Regions from separate parts of the Sus scrofa genome. Here region 2 is linked to region 1. Evidence: chromatin contacts called from public Hi-C data. All regions are on one chromosome and are shown on one strand. The core of a region is the stretch at or near the end of the contact, and the rest is flanking DNA. Distances in the headings are between cores, read along the strand shown. Region 1 overlaps LOC100152209 (glutathione S-transferase omega-2). Region 2 holds the start of ITPRIP (inositol 1,4,5-trisphosphate receptor-interacting protein).

What was found. A called contact is a pair of places that touch in the nucleus more often than the background predicts.
Region 2: a Hi-C map of retroperitoneal adipose tissue shows a contact between it and region 1, with 2.7 times the contacts expected there. The contact joins the promoter of ITPRIP here to the enhancer-like site in region 1. A contact is called at or near these places in 2 of 5 promoter capture datasets (fetal liver and liver), 31 of 47 Hi-C or Micro-C datasets (adipocytes, adipose tissue, alveolar macrophages and 17 more) and 2 of 2 datasets of contacts at active chromatin or transcription factors (alveolar macrophages and skeletal muscle).

The regions. Positions count from the first base shown.
Region 1 is chr14:115,229,845-115,236,987 of Sscrofa11.1, forward strand. The region is part of intron 5 of LOC100152209 (glutathione S-transferase omega-2); the gene reads left to right. Among named protein-coding and RNA genes, the nearest start is that of GSTO1, 27 kb to the left of the region's middle. Within about 2 kb of position 4,712, at least 16 of the 83 cell types and tissues checked have an H3K27ac peak or open chromatin away from gene starts, as enhancers often do. A contact at or near this core is called in adipose tissue, fetal liver and retroperitoneal adipose tissue, where this site is marked.
Region 2 is chr14:115,273,291-115,280,433 of Sscrofa11.1, forward strand. ITPRIP (inositol 1,4,5-trisphosphate receptor-interacting protein) reads right to left here and starts at 4,253. Exons shown (of 5, transcript XR_002338487.1): 1 at 3,644-4,253.

The DNA of each region.
Region 1 (7,143 bases), core at 3,462-5,961:
TTATATTTTTCCATTTGACCTTTGTTAAGTGGAAGCAGTTAAAATTATTTACAGTTCCAGCTGCCTATCTTAGATTTATACGGTTGCAGTATTTACACATGATGAATAGTCATGTGTAAGAAATGTCAACCTTTGGTCCTGAGAACACAGATTGTGGACTTGATACCCAGGAGGCAAGGAGGATGAGGTAGAAAGAATCTTGGATCCTAGGCTTGGATTTATCAGATTCCAGAACCTTCGGCAGGATTTGAGACCTCTTAGTGCCTTGGTTTCCACATGTACAGGATGAGTGTTTTAAAAGGTGTGTTCACAGAGCATCTGGGTTCTTGAGAGGGACCACCCAGTGAGGGGAGGTCTGGTGGGTGGTTCCAGATCCTGCTTCAGCTAGACCAGCCTACTTTTAACACAGTGTTTATCAAGACACTTAATAAGATCGAATTTGGAGAGGGGTGGCTATGCTTTCAAAAAGAAGCTTGAAAGCTCTTGCCCATAGAGATTTTCAAAGTCTGTTTTTATCATGCCTCCTTACCTGCTAACAGTTAAATGCTGGGCTACAGAAAGGAGCTGGGAAACAAAACCCTCAGAATTCAAAGATAATTGAAAACACATTTTGACCCCTCTCCCTCCTACTCTGCATTTGAGTGATGGATGATCTTTGAAAATTACAGATTGCTAAATAAATGTATATAATTACAGTGGAGGTACAGTTCTTTAGTTGGGGTTCTTCCAAGGGAAGTGAACCTGTAGTTTTGTGCCAGGCATGATGCTTCAGAGGCTTTGCATAACTCTCTCATTTAATCTTGTCGCTCCTCCTCTCTGATATAATAAATAGCATCAGTGAAAGCTACCTAAACCAGGACTAGTTAAGGACCACTGAGTATTCAGCATTGTTCTACCGGATGTGAATATGGTTTTTGTCCCACAAAATGTTAGGAGGAATTATAACAACAGTGTAGGCAATATCAGAATCTGAAACGTGCCCACTGAGCTTGAATTATGTGATTCATTCTTCTCAATACCAATACCAGTATATTGACTCTAGGAGAGACTAGTGAAATTGAAACTCGTCAGAACAATTCTAATAGAGATTTCCCTCTCCATTAATAGAAATGACATGTACAACTTTTTACCTCAGTTTTATATCATCGGAATTTTCTGTGAATTAAAAATAACTTAAATATCCATGGGTTTTTCTGAGTGATAAGCAACTCAAGATACCAATGTATAATTTTCTACCATATTATTCTCAAGAAAATGGCTTAATTTAACTTTTGAGCCTTAAACGCTGACACTTCCTTCTTTTGAAATAAATGCAATGTTTAACTATTAAAATTAAAAAAACGGTTTCGGGAGGAGTTCCTGTCTTGGCGCAGTGGTTAACGAATCCAAGTAGGAACCATGAAGTTGCGGGTTCAATCCCTGGCCTTGCTCATTGGGTTAAGGATCCCACATTGCATGAGCTGTAGTGTAGATCGAAGACACGGCTCAGATCCTGCGGTGCTGTGGCTTTGGAGTAGGCCGGTGGCTACAGCTCTGATTCGGTGGCTACAGCTCTGATTCGACCCCTAGCCTGGGAACCTCCATATGCCGTGGAAGCGGCCCTAGAAAAGGAAAAAACAAACAAACAAACCAGTTTCATCGAATTTAAAGATTTATTGTGCTTGTTATATAACCATATTCTCCTATGTTATTTTTACAATTCTTTGAGATATATTACTTACTGCTGCTTTTATTATCAAACTAGCAGCTTCCTCACTTGCTTTCCTGTTTTGAACATTTTTTTTCTTTTTTCCTTCTTTCTTTTTCTTTCTTTTTTCTTTTTTTTCGTTTGTTTGTTTCTGTTTTTTAGGGCTATACCCTCAGCATAAGGAAGTTCCCAGGCTAGGGGTCCAACTGGAGCTACAGTTGCCACCCTGTGCCACAGCCACAGCAACACAGGATCCGAGCCTGGTCTGTGACCTACACCACAGTTCATGGCAATGCTGGATCCTTAACTCACTGAGCAAGGCCAGGGATTGAACCCACATCCTCATGGATACTAGTCAGATTCATTTCCACTGTGCCACAATGGGAACTCCCTGTTCTGAACATTTTCATGAGTTATAAAACTGGTGGACTGCCCTTCTCTAATGGCATTTCCGTCTTCAAACAGATTTCCTAACCTTTAATCTCATTAATCGCAGCACCAATTAATGAGATTAACCATTAATCTCAGTAGCACTTTTTTTTTTAAGCTTTACATTTTTTTTTTAATGTTTCTTACTGACTCATTTCAAAATATCACCCGAGCCCACCTTCCTTTTGTCTTTGTGGATTTGAATCTTGGCAGAACCTTTCAGTGTTCTTTTTGGGGGGTCCAGGGCCTTCATTCTAAATATTTTCATTGCGGAAGTAATCTAATCAAGTCCAAGTGCAGTGAAAGACAGGATTTGGGCAGTTATCTTTAATGCTTTGGATTTTTGCTCTAACTCAGTCTTCCTGCCCTCATGAATTCTACATCCTGGGCACTGCCTGACCCCTACAAGTTATCATCAACAGTCAGTAAAGGAGAGTGAGAGAAGGGTAGCATGGATAACTCTGGAATAACACGAGGGCGAGAGAACCCGTCCAGTAACTGAGGCTTGAGCTTTTGGTGGTCACAGGACACATTAAGTTTTTAATTCCAGGCATTCAGCAAACTACCTCTTGGCAAATAAATGCCGAGAAAAATGTTTGGGGAGACACACATCAGACTTCTACTAGTGGCTACTATTATGGCAGGAGGGTTGGGGGGTGGGGGGGTAGTTAGCACTGGGGTGGGAAAGGAAATGGTTCCTGGAAGGCATGGGGGAGGGAGAGTCTCTGCCTTTTACACTGCCTCTGTGTTTGAAAAAAAAAAATTTTTAGCAATATGAATGCACTTCTCTATTACATATGTCGTATTTAAAGATAGGGAAAAAAATCACTTTTCCTTCTGCATAATTTCCATATGTATATGCCATAGTTGTTTAGCCAGCACATTCATTAGGGTTCTTTAGATTGATTCATCATTTTGAATGATGCTGCCAGGAACTTCTTTGCATAAAAAGCCTTTTCACTATTTTAGAATATGTTGCTAGGCTGGACTTCCAAGAATGGAATTACCAGATCAAGGCATATGAACACTTTAGAGGCAGGAGCTAGATGTTGCTAAATTGCTTCCCCAAGCCTTTTTTTTTTTTTTTTTTTTTTTGTCTTTTTGCCATTTCTTGGGCCGCTCCCATGGCATATGGAGGTTCCCAGGCTAGGGGTTGAATAGGAGCTGTAGCCTCTGGCCTGCACCACAGTCACAGCAATGCCAGATCCGAGCCTGGTCTGTGACCTACACCACAGCTCAGGGCAACGCTGGATCTTTAGCCAACTGAGCAAAGCCAGGGATTGAACCTGCATTCTTGTGGATGCTAGTAAGATTCTTTCGCGGAGCCACGAGGGGAACTCCTCCCCCGAGTCTTTGCTGTTTGCCGCCCACGTGCTATGAGTGCATGTGCCCCTGGTACCATCTCCTTTTCACTGTTGGGAGAGTGCATGAAAGAAGATATTTGCCTGTTTTGGAAAGAAACAGTCTCTCTTTGTTCATTTAATGTGTATTTCTTTGATTGTTAGTGAAGTGGAAAATTTTCCCCAAAGTACGCCATCTCTTTGTGTTGTATTTGTGAAAATTGTCTGTTACCCATTTGTTTGTTAAGGGCTTAATGATTTTCCTTGTTGATTTTTTTAAAAAATTAGTCCTTATATATATAAAGGATATTGGCCTGTTTTTAAGACACATTTTTTTGCTTTAACTTATGATTTGTCTTTTTTGGTACATATAGAAATATAACATTAAAAATATTGTACTATAAGCCTTTCCTGTTGTGACCTCTTCCACTGTTTTTATACAAAATCCTTGGAGTTCTCTGGTGGCCTAGTGGTTGTCACTGCTGTGGCTCAGGTCACTGCTGTGGCTAGGGTTTGATCCCTGGCCTAGGAACTTCCACATGCCACAGGCGAGGCCAAAAAAAGAAAGAAAGAAAATCGTCTTCCTCTTTGCCCCCTTCAGAGATTTGATAAATATTCATTTATATTTTCATCCACCATCCGTCGCTTTAAAGGTATTTGACTTGTCAAGCCTTGCCCCATAGCTTTCCCCCCTACTGTCTCACAAGTACATTTTAACAAAGGAAGCCCATGAAAAGGATTCCAGGATAGAATTTTCAGGGTGGTCCTTTGACAAGTATTGACAAGTTGTGTTCTGAATCTTCACAGCAGACTCTGAGTTGAAAGTGATGACCAGAGGGAGGGGCGTGATCCCCTTGGATCCTACTTCTCGGGGGTCTTTCTAGGGAAGTGGTTTTATCTGTGCTTTAACTTTGTTCTATACCCTTGGTTTGTTTTAAAGGGAATCCATTCGTTGTTGTTAGCGCAGCCTCAGCTAGAGTATGTCAGTGTGGTAGGGACCTGACATTTGAAATCCTTATCTTGTATGAACTCAGAAAATTTCTGCCCTGGAGCTGAGTACTTTGCTTCTGCTCCTGGATAAAGGACTGCATTGCTGATGTACCTGTAGGGGGCTTTGTGTATTTTATTGGGGGAAGGGGGGTTTCTGCTTCTTCAGAACTATTTCCATCAAGAACAACCTCTTTCTCCTCCTTAGGCTAGGACAGCAGCACCTGCTTAGAGCCACAACACTGTTCTGGTCAGAGACTCGGGATTTGTGGGCAGTGGTGTAAATGACCACAGGCAGGGCAAGTGGCCGCGTCAAGCTTTGAAGTGCAGTCATTGAAGCTGCACCTGAGAGTCCAAGACTGTAGACTGAAGCTTTTTAGGATACCTGGTTTGAGGACGTTTGTGATTCGCTTCTCTTTATGATCGTGCGCCCCGTAAAATGCCAATTTCTTTTTTCCTTGGTGAAGCTCTCAGAGGGGTATCTCGGCCGGTGCACTTCATAACAATGGCCACAAGGAGGCCTTCTACGTGCGCTCTAGAGCCAGCCTCCTTTCGTCCGCCTGAGGGAGACCGAGAGGCCCGCGTAGAGGAGCAGCTGTTTCAAGTTTTGTTTTACCAAGCAGCCCCTTCCTCTTCATTAGCGTGCTCGGTCCTCATCCCCTGTCACATCTAAGAGCAAGAGAAGAATATGCAGTCATTTTTCAGTGAGCTGGAGAACAGAAGGTTTTAAAAATAGGGCTTTCTACTATTCCAGAACATCAAATGGCTTTTCCTAAAATGTCTCAATTCTTAAGCTGAATTGAAGAAGTGGTCACACTTAAAGGACCCCTGAGGGCTTGAAGCTAGAGCCTTGGTTCCCTCCTCTGGCCTTAGTGTGACCTCCTGGGGGATGTGGGGGACGTGGGGGACGAGGGTGGGGGTGGGGTGGGCTGAAAGTCATCATCTTGAAGTAGCTATTTTTCCTTGCTTGAGGATACCAGGGATAATAGCTCTGAGAAAGCTATTAAGCCTTAAGAATGGCCAATATCATTAGATGTGGCAGGTGGGCGAATTAACCCAAAACAGAGTTTTTAGGAGTTCCCATTGTGGCTCAGGGGTAATGAACCCGACTAGTATCCATCAGGAGGTGGGTTTGATCCCTGACCTGGATCATGGGTTAAGGATCTGGCATTTCGGTGAGCTGTGGTGTAGGTTGCAGACACAGCTCTGATCCTGCTGTTGCTGTGGCTGTGGTGTAGGCTGACAGCTGTAGCTCCTATTTACCCCTAGCCTGGGAACTTCCATATGCTGCACCTGCGACCCTAAACGAAAAAAAAGATATTGTGTGTTAACAGAACCACCACTAAGTGGGTTGAGGTATAGCCACAGCTTCCTGTTCTGTTTCTGATGACAGAACACCTAGGAAAGATAAGACATTGGACATTAAGACTGACAGTTTATTTCACCTCTGACTATCCTGAAATTTGTGAAAAGCAGCTAATTGGCTCTAAGCAAGGGGCTTAGTTGAAACTGAGAACACAGAAGAATGATTTTAAGTCAAGTTGCCTGAAGACCTTATCCATGGAATGAAACAGGAAGGAGAGAATTTTGAAAGGCTCTTTTACCATGGTTGTATCACACCTCCAGGTCAGCTTGGTGCCCTGGCAGAGGCCATGATTGAGAGAGAGTAGGAAAGGATAAGGTGGAAGGAAAGTTCTCACAGAGATGCTCAGTGTTGGGCCAGTCCTTGGCCAGAGAGGGAAAGAGGCTTTCAGAGTAGGCAGATTCTAAGCTTTTTGCTGATTTCTTTTTAAATTGAAAGAATCAGCAAAGAATTCACAAGGGACTTGGGGAAGCCTCTGTGATGAGAGTCCTCATACATACATATTTGAGGTTGAATGTCACGGCATTGACACTCAGCTGGGACTTAGGAGAATGGTGTTTTTGTCTATCTCTGGCACTAACCAGAGAGCCCCCTTACTTCTCCAGGATGGAGTTTCCTCCTCTGTAAAGCAAAAGCCTCTTATGCTTCCATGGCGGAGACAATAATCAGCTCACCAGTCTGCTTTCCTCTGCACTTGAGCTGCCAGGAAACTCAAGTCAAAGTCAAAGCTTTATTTATTAAGGAACTCTGCGGGAGCCTTGGCTTGCTATCTTGAGACCATTTTCCTTCCTTCCTTTGACTTTCTGTTCTAACTTTTATTTTCCCTGATCTTAGCAGGTTATTTTTTTAATGTTTAATATTTTAGTGGACATGTTTTTATACACTGCCCCTCTAATCCTTTGTATCATGAGTATGGTATAAATAAATGGAAAAATGGGAGTCACACTAGATGAATCCCAAAGATTGTTCCAGTACTGAAGTTCTGTGATTCTAAGGGGACAAGTCATTTCACAGGTCTGGGAGGTCTCAGGTTGGCAGACAAGGGAGCTCTCCTATTGAAGGTGAGAGGCAGTAATACACCTCCAAGGAGGGCAGGCCAGGGTGTGCTCATGGGTCACTGTGATGTGTCTGTAGAGGAGCCAGCACTTTGGATGGTGTTTGGAAGACAAGCACAAGGGAAGACTGCTTTCTGTTGGATCTTTATGCTTTTCTGCTGGCTTCACAGCTCTTTCTTTCTTTCATTCTTTTTTTGGCCATGCTCACAGCATGCAGAAGTTCCCAGGCCAGGGATCAAACCTGCCCCACAGCAGTGACCTGAGCTGCTGCTGCAGTGACAA
Region 2 (7,143 bases), core at 3,003-5,502, 43 kb after region 1:
TCCCAGTGGGCACAGCTAAGAGCAAGACCCTGGAACAGGTGACATGATGTAGAGTAAACATCATCCTTCTGGGAAATGTGTTGGGCACCAGCCTACCCTTTCCAAGAGATATCATGACTTTCTCATTGGCTGAGAAGCTTATTTTGTTTAAAATACTGTCTATAGAGTGTCTGTAATAAAATGCTTGATTCTAGCTAATTAAGTACTGAGATGTATAGAGTGAAAAATAAGAGATAATGTATATGCTGCTGTGAAATGGCATTTTGGAAAGGCTTCCTGGAAGAGCTTGGGAAGGGCATTTGCAGGTGAACACCACTGGACAGGATAGCATCAGAACAGCATCTTCAGAAATTTCTGCTATTGCCCATTGCTGCCCAGGTCAGAGGCCCTGTAGGGCCTTTCCCCTCCACACCACACCCAGGCAGCACTTACTCATCACCCTCATGCCAGGCGCCAAACTGGATTTGCCACCTCCTACTACCAAGCAATTCAGAAGGCAAGCCTTTGGAGGCTGGGGCCAGGCCTGCCTCTTTCCTTCCTTTCTTTCAGCTGCCAGATGAGCTTTCCATCTTCTTCCTTCTGAGCTGAGAGTGGGTATTACTTCCTTTGATAGAGACAGAAAAGAGCAATCTTTCTTCTTTCTCATGAGGGCCTCAATCAAACTAGCTTTCGAAGCTCAATCTACTTCTTGTTCTGTGACTGCTCAGTGACTGGGGCTTAGCATTCGAGCTTCCAAATACGTTACTTCTCGGTACCTTGGTTTCCTCCAGTATAAAATGGGGACATCAATACCTATGTCACTGGGCTACTGTGAAGATTTAATGAATTAATAGAGGCAAACTGGTTTTCTGGGAAAAAAAAAAAAAAACTTAGCAAATGTTAAGCCCTCAATTATGGTTTATCAGGGCTGTTGTGTACGGTTGTATAGGTGGTGTACTGATCAAATACACCTAACAAGGGGTGGTGAGGATGAATCCAGCTCACATGCTGCCTGCCCAGCTATGTCCACCCAGATGAGGACCCTTTTTCTTTTTATTTATTTATTATTATGTTTTTCGCTTTTCAGGGCTGCACCTAAGGCATATGGAAGATCCCGGATTAGGAGCCAAATCGGAGCTCCAGTTGCCAGCCTACTCCACAGCCACTGCAAGATCAGATCTGAGCCATGTCTGTGACCTACGCTGCAGCTTGCAGCAACACCAGATCCTTAACCCACTGAGCAAGACCAGGGATCGAACCCACATCTTCATGGATACTAGTCAGATTCATTGCCGCTGAGCCACAACAAGAACTCTGAGGCCCTTTTTCTAAATGGCACTAGGGTGCCATCCTCTTGTAGAGAGGGAGCATCTGATTCTAATTCATGCAATTGATAGAACAGGCTAGCAGCAGCCTTGGAGGTTATTTATTATCAGCTCTTAGCATTTTCATGGCTGTGTCCCCCTCCCCAGCAGGTCAAGATTAGTCCCAGCCACAAGCAAGCTCCTGCCCCTAAGCTGCCCAACACACCTGGAGCACTTGTTCCTCCTTTAGGACACTGAGAGAGTTAAGCCTTCCCCAGAAGCCCCCAGGGGGCTGCCCTCCCACCTCCTCATTCCTATTGAGGGGACTCTCCACCCAAACAGGGAGCCACAGAGTCTCAGCCTCTGCAGGGACTTTCTCCTTCGTAAGTGTTGATGGCCACCTGTCTGCTGAAAGTGATGGCAGCGCATTACCTACTGAGCAAGTTCCTCCTTACTTCTGAGTAAGACCTGTCCTGCTTCTCCCACCCAGTATGCCTCGGAGGCAGACAGAGCAAGTCTTTTCCTTTCTTGGAGTGACAATGCGGGGAGTCCCAAAGGCCATAGCCATGTCCCCCTGGGCTTCTCATCCTTGGGGAAAATATTGCCAGTTCATTCCCTTTTCCCTCACAAGAAGTACTTTCCAGAAGCTCCAAGGCATTCCATCCACTCCTTCAGACATGTGAGAACAGCGCTGTGAGGGCTCCCACCCAGAGGAGCACCCTCTCTCTCAGACAGAATCCCCCCACTTTCTTTCTCTTGATTGACTCCCAGGGGATCCAAGAAGGGAAAAATTACAAAAACACGTTTCCTCCGAGAGGTTACCTTCTCAAGTGGGCAAGTTTGCCAGAAGCCTCTACTAAAAGTTCCTCCCTGTTCTTGTCCTCAGATAAGAAGTTCACACCCCCTCTGCTTTGTTTCCCTCTAGGGCGTTGCAGGAGCTGGGGAGGTGTTCTCGGTAAGGTGACAACTTCTGGGATGATGGCTTGAGGTTAAAAGTTCAGATCCTTGACCCCTGAAAGCTGGAGCTTGAAACTGCTGCATCTTTGAAAATTATGGAGATAGAGGATAGCACTTGAATGAAAGCCTTTCCATTGGAGAGTCAGTATAACCATATTATGGTTACCCACAAGTGGAAAATATGAGGGCAGGATGGCCTGGGGCAGCAGCAGCACACAGGGAATTAGCAAACAATGAAAGCCACTTAGGCACGTAGGCTTCGAAAGGAGGACGCGAAAGCTCGGCCTATTATGTTAATAAAGAGGTGAATGTCAGCAACTCTACCTGTCTATTAGCCATTTTCAAGGCTAACTTGACTGCACCCCAGCACAGATTAGCTTTAAGCCTCTCCTAGGTAGAACAGGTTTGTAAAAGGGAAGGGCCCTGGGTCAAATCCAAGGGAGGAATAGCAACAAAATAGGATTCTGAAACTGATTTAGGATCAAAAGACCAGGGTCCAGGATCCACCAGTACCCGATGCTCTTTCAGTTTTGAGGGGGAGGTTAGGTGGCTCTCACATTAGGCAGGGGAGCAAAAGGCAACGTGTGGTGCCCAAGAGGTGCAGTAAAATATTTTTCTTTCCTGGGAGGTAGCATTTATGGTTTTAAAGAGAAGAAGCCTTTTGGATGGGAAGTCCAGCCCTGGGGCTTCGGAGTCCCTCCACCAGGCAGCCAGGAAAGTGGAGACAATGGGAAAAGGACGGGATGGGTTTAGGGGCCAGGTGGCAGAAACTAGCTGCAGCTCCTAGAGAAAGTTCTGAACAGCGTGGGGTCTTCTCCATCAACAGCCCTGAAAGAGGAAGCAGCGAGGGCTTTATCCGGCCCCAGCACAGCTTCACTAATTTAAACCAAGAAAAAGCAGGCTTCACACCCTCTCCCTGTTTCCAGAAGGGGAAAGAAGGAGGGAAAGGAGCGGGCTAGAGAGTAAGGAGACTCGGCCTTTTTGTCCTAGCATCTGCCCAGACGGTCGAAGGTAACGGACCAGCGAGTCCGCACAAACAACAGCGTGGTCCCGCTTCCGGCGCGGCGGTTCTGTGCGGCGGGGAGGAGGAGCTGCCGGCGGCGCGTGGCTGCAGGGAAGCACCCACGGTCTCCGCGTCTCGAGAGGGGTTAAAGCCGAGAGGCTGGGGCGCAGGACCCCGCGCGGCGCGAGGACGGAAAGGGAACCTGGGAGGACAGCCGCCCACCCCCACATTCTCTCGGGCACCTTAACAGGGTCTCCCAAGTCAGCCCCAACCTGGGAGGCTGAGCTGGCGCCCCTCTTAAATCCGCCACCGCGCCTCCGCCTGGTCCCCTTCCTTCCTTCCTATACGCGAGATGCTTGGGGAGGACGCAGAGCCTCTCGGCTTCAGGCCAGGGACTTACGTTTAGTCTTGGTGTCCGCTCCCTGGCGCGGGAGGGACCGCGCGAGCCTCCGCTGCACGCGCGGGTCCCGGGGGCCCGGAATCGGCTGTCTGGCGGCTGCTGCCGCGGAGCGTCAGGGCAATTAGAGGGACGCGGGCGGTGATACCCCAGCCGGCTCCCGCCTTCTGGCCTCCATCAGCGGGGGCTCTAAAGGACTTCAGAGTTACTCATTTCCTGGATGTCAAAGAAACTTTTCCTCCTTATAAGAACAAAACACCCGCCTCTACTTTCGGCTGCGGAGTCTCCTTAAGGTGGACCGTGAGGGTTAGGGAGGGGATGAACGCCGGGTCTGCAGCGGAAGTTTGCCCATCGATCATCCCAGAAACTCTAGAGCGGACAGCAGAACTGGAAGGTGATCCGGAGAGATGGGATCTGGCTACAGAGTAAACTGGGGCTAATGGACAGCAAGTCCGGGGAGGACGCCCTTAAATGTCGGTCTCGGCCGGCGGAACGGAAAGGGTTAATTCCCTGCACGCCTTCGGAGCGTTTTCCCGCGGCACATTTTAGATGCTGTGGAATTCCAGGGGCCACCTAGTTTCTCCTCTGGAGGGAAATATAAATCGAGACAAAACGCTAGCCCTTTTCTCTTTTACGGCTTGAATGGATTAAAATAACTCACCAGATTTTACGGTAAATGAAAGCACCGTCGCCTTTTCCTGAGTAACCAGACACAAAGGAGAATCACGACCAAGTGATTTTTATCTGTAGAGGGCGCTTTAGTGTCCAATGCCTGTTTACAGTTAGGATGTTAGACCCCTATTTTAGTCACCAGGGAACCGAGGTCAGGAGGGACAGCAGCGCTCTGGTCATACTTGATGGATTATGAAATCCATAACCTATTATCTTCTCTTTGTGACCTGCCCAAATTCCACAGCCAGTAGAAGTGGCTGGGAAGGGCTTGAATAAATCCTGTGTAAGTGGCTTTACAGGAATCGAAGGCCAAGAAGGGTACACTGGGAGGACGTTATGAGAACACACTGTCGGAATGGTTATCCCTATTGCCACTGCTCTTAAGTGTTAGATCACCTTCTTCCTCTCCTCTGCAAGCCAGCCAAATAGCTTTAACATTCGCCTGGAAGACATTAGGCTGAGTCTGAAAGATAAACAGGCAATGAGAACAAGTTCTAAAAATAGACCCCCTGGCCAGTGGCCCAGGTTAGTCTAGTTTTCTGGCTTTTGCGGCTGCTCACAGCTCTTTCCTTACACCAGGGACAATTATGGCAGAGTTTTAGGGGCTGGTGGGGAGGGACGAGGAAAAGGGTGATGGGGGAAAACATTCGTTCTTTTTTTTTTTTTTCTTTTCTTTTTGCCATTTCTTGGGCCGCTCCCGCTTGGGTTCCCAGGCTAGGGGTCTAATCTGAGCTGTAGCTGCCAGCCTACACCAGAGCCACAGCAATGCTGCATCCGAGCTGCGTCTGCGACCCACACCACAGCTCACCGCAACGCTGGATCCTTAACCCACTGAGCAAGGGCAGGGCTCGAACCCGAAACCTCATGGTTCCTAGTCGGATTCGTTAACCACTGCGCCACGACGGGAACTCCGGAAGACATTCTTGAAAGGCCTGTGTTTTTCTAAAATGTCTGTATTTGTAAAATGTCTGTTTTCCACCAAAGCAGGTGGGGTAAATTCCTGAGAGGTGGGGACTACTGGAGCGAGCACCACTACACTGCCTAACCCTGCAGTAAGGATTTAGGGTTCTTCGTGGTGGAACACCAAAGTTAGTGCTTGAATGCCCTCTGGGATCCTCATCCTGTGTGCAAAGTTGTTTTAGCACTTTCTAACTAGGTATGTATACTTATCTATATAAGCAACATTTATTACATTTGTTTTTTGTTTAAACCTGATTATTTCATTCTCTGTGACCTGACGGTCACTTTCATCTCCCCTCTATTCTCTGCAAAGTCCAGGGTCCTAACCAGGCACCTGGGCCATTCATGAACTGGCCTCTACTTATCTCACCAACTACATATCTCATTCCATTTTTCCACACCAAACTCCTTGCAGTTCTTGGAACGTATGCTTCTCAGAATGTGATAATGAGTTTGTTTTTTCCCCTTTGGAGGTTCACGTGGGCGCTATCTTCTGCCTGCAACCTTCACCCCACCTCTTCCTCCAACCTGTCACCCCAAATCCACACACATTTTTTTTTTTTTTTTTTTGCCAGGCTAATGAGTGCTTGGTCTTAAGGTCCACAAATAGGTGAATTCTCCCATAGGAAGCCTTCCACTAACTCCCATACCTGGCGTTAGACAACCCCCTCACCCCAAAATATAGTTCTCGTAGCACCTTGTGCTTATTCTAGAAAGGGTTTTTATTTATTTATTTATTATTTATTTCTATATTACTCAATGAATTTATTACATTTATAGTTGCACAATGATCATCACAACCTAATTTTATGGCATTTCTATCCCGAACCCCCAGTGCATCCCCCCACCCCCAACCTGTCTCATTTGGAAACCATAAGTTTTTCAAAGTCTGTGAGTCAGTATCTGTTCTGCAAAGAAGTTCAGTCTGTCCTTTTTTCAGATTCCACATGTGATAGCATTCGATGTTGGTGTCTCATTGTATGGCTGACTTCACCTAGCATGATAGTTTCTAGGTCCATCCATGTTGCTAAAAATGCCAGTATTTTGTTCCTTTTAATGGCTGAGTAATATTCCATTGTGTATATATACCACATCTTTTTTATCCACTCCTCTATCTATGGGCATTTAGGTTGTTTCCCTGTCTTGGCTATTGCAAATAGTGCTGCAGTGAACATTGGAGTACATGTGTCTTTTCGAGTCATGGTTTTCTCTGGATAGATGCCCAGGAGTGGGATTGCTGGATCAAATGGTAGTTCTATTTTTAGTTTTCTGAGGAATCTCCATACTGTTTTCCACAGTGGTTGCACCAATTTACAATCCCACCAACAGTGTAATAGGGTTCCTTTTTTCTCCACACCCTGTCCAGCACTTATTGTTTGTAGACTTGTGGATGATGGCCATTCTGGCTGGTGTAAGGTGGTACCTCCTAGGGGTTTTGATTTGCATTTCTCTAATGATGAGTGATGTTGAACATCTTTTCATGTAGAAAGTGTTTTTAAAAGACAAGAAAGTACAGAGATTCAACTTCTGGGAACATGAGGGGCCAAGAAATCAGGGAACCTCTGCTTCAAACACAGAAATACTGGGAAAAAAATCAACGACTGAAAGAAAGGGGGATCTGAGTCAAGAAGAAGGAACTCAAAGGCAAATAGGGCTATTCCACATGACTATTAGCATGAAGGCTAAGATCTCCACTGAGAGCCCTGCCTAAGGCTGATACCTTGGAAAGGCTCTTAGTAATTAGATGATAGAGGAAAAAATCTCCTACACATCCAGGCCACAGTAGTTTGTCGGGGGGCTCTGGATGAATTAAAAAAAATGTCTGCTATAGAAATTGAAAGCACTAACCTGCCTCCCTCTGCCATGCTTAG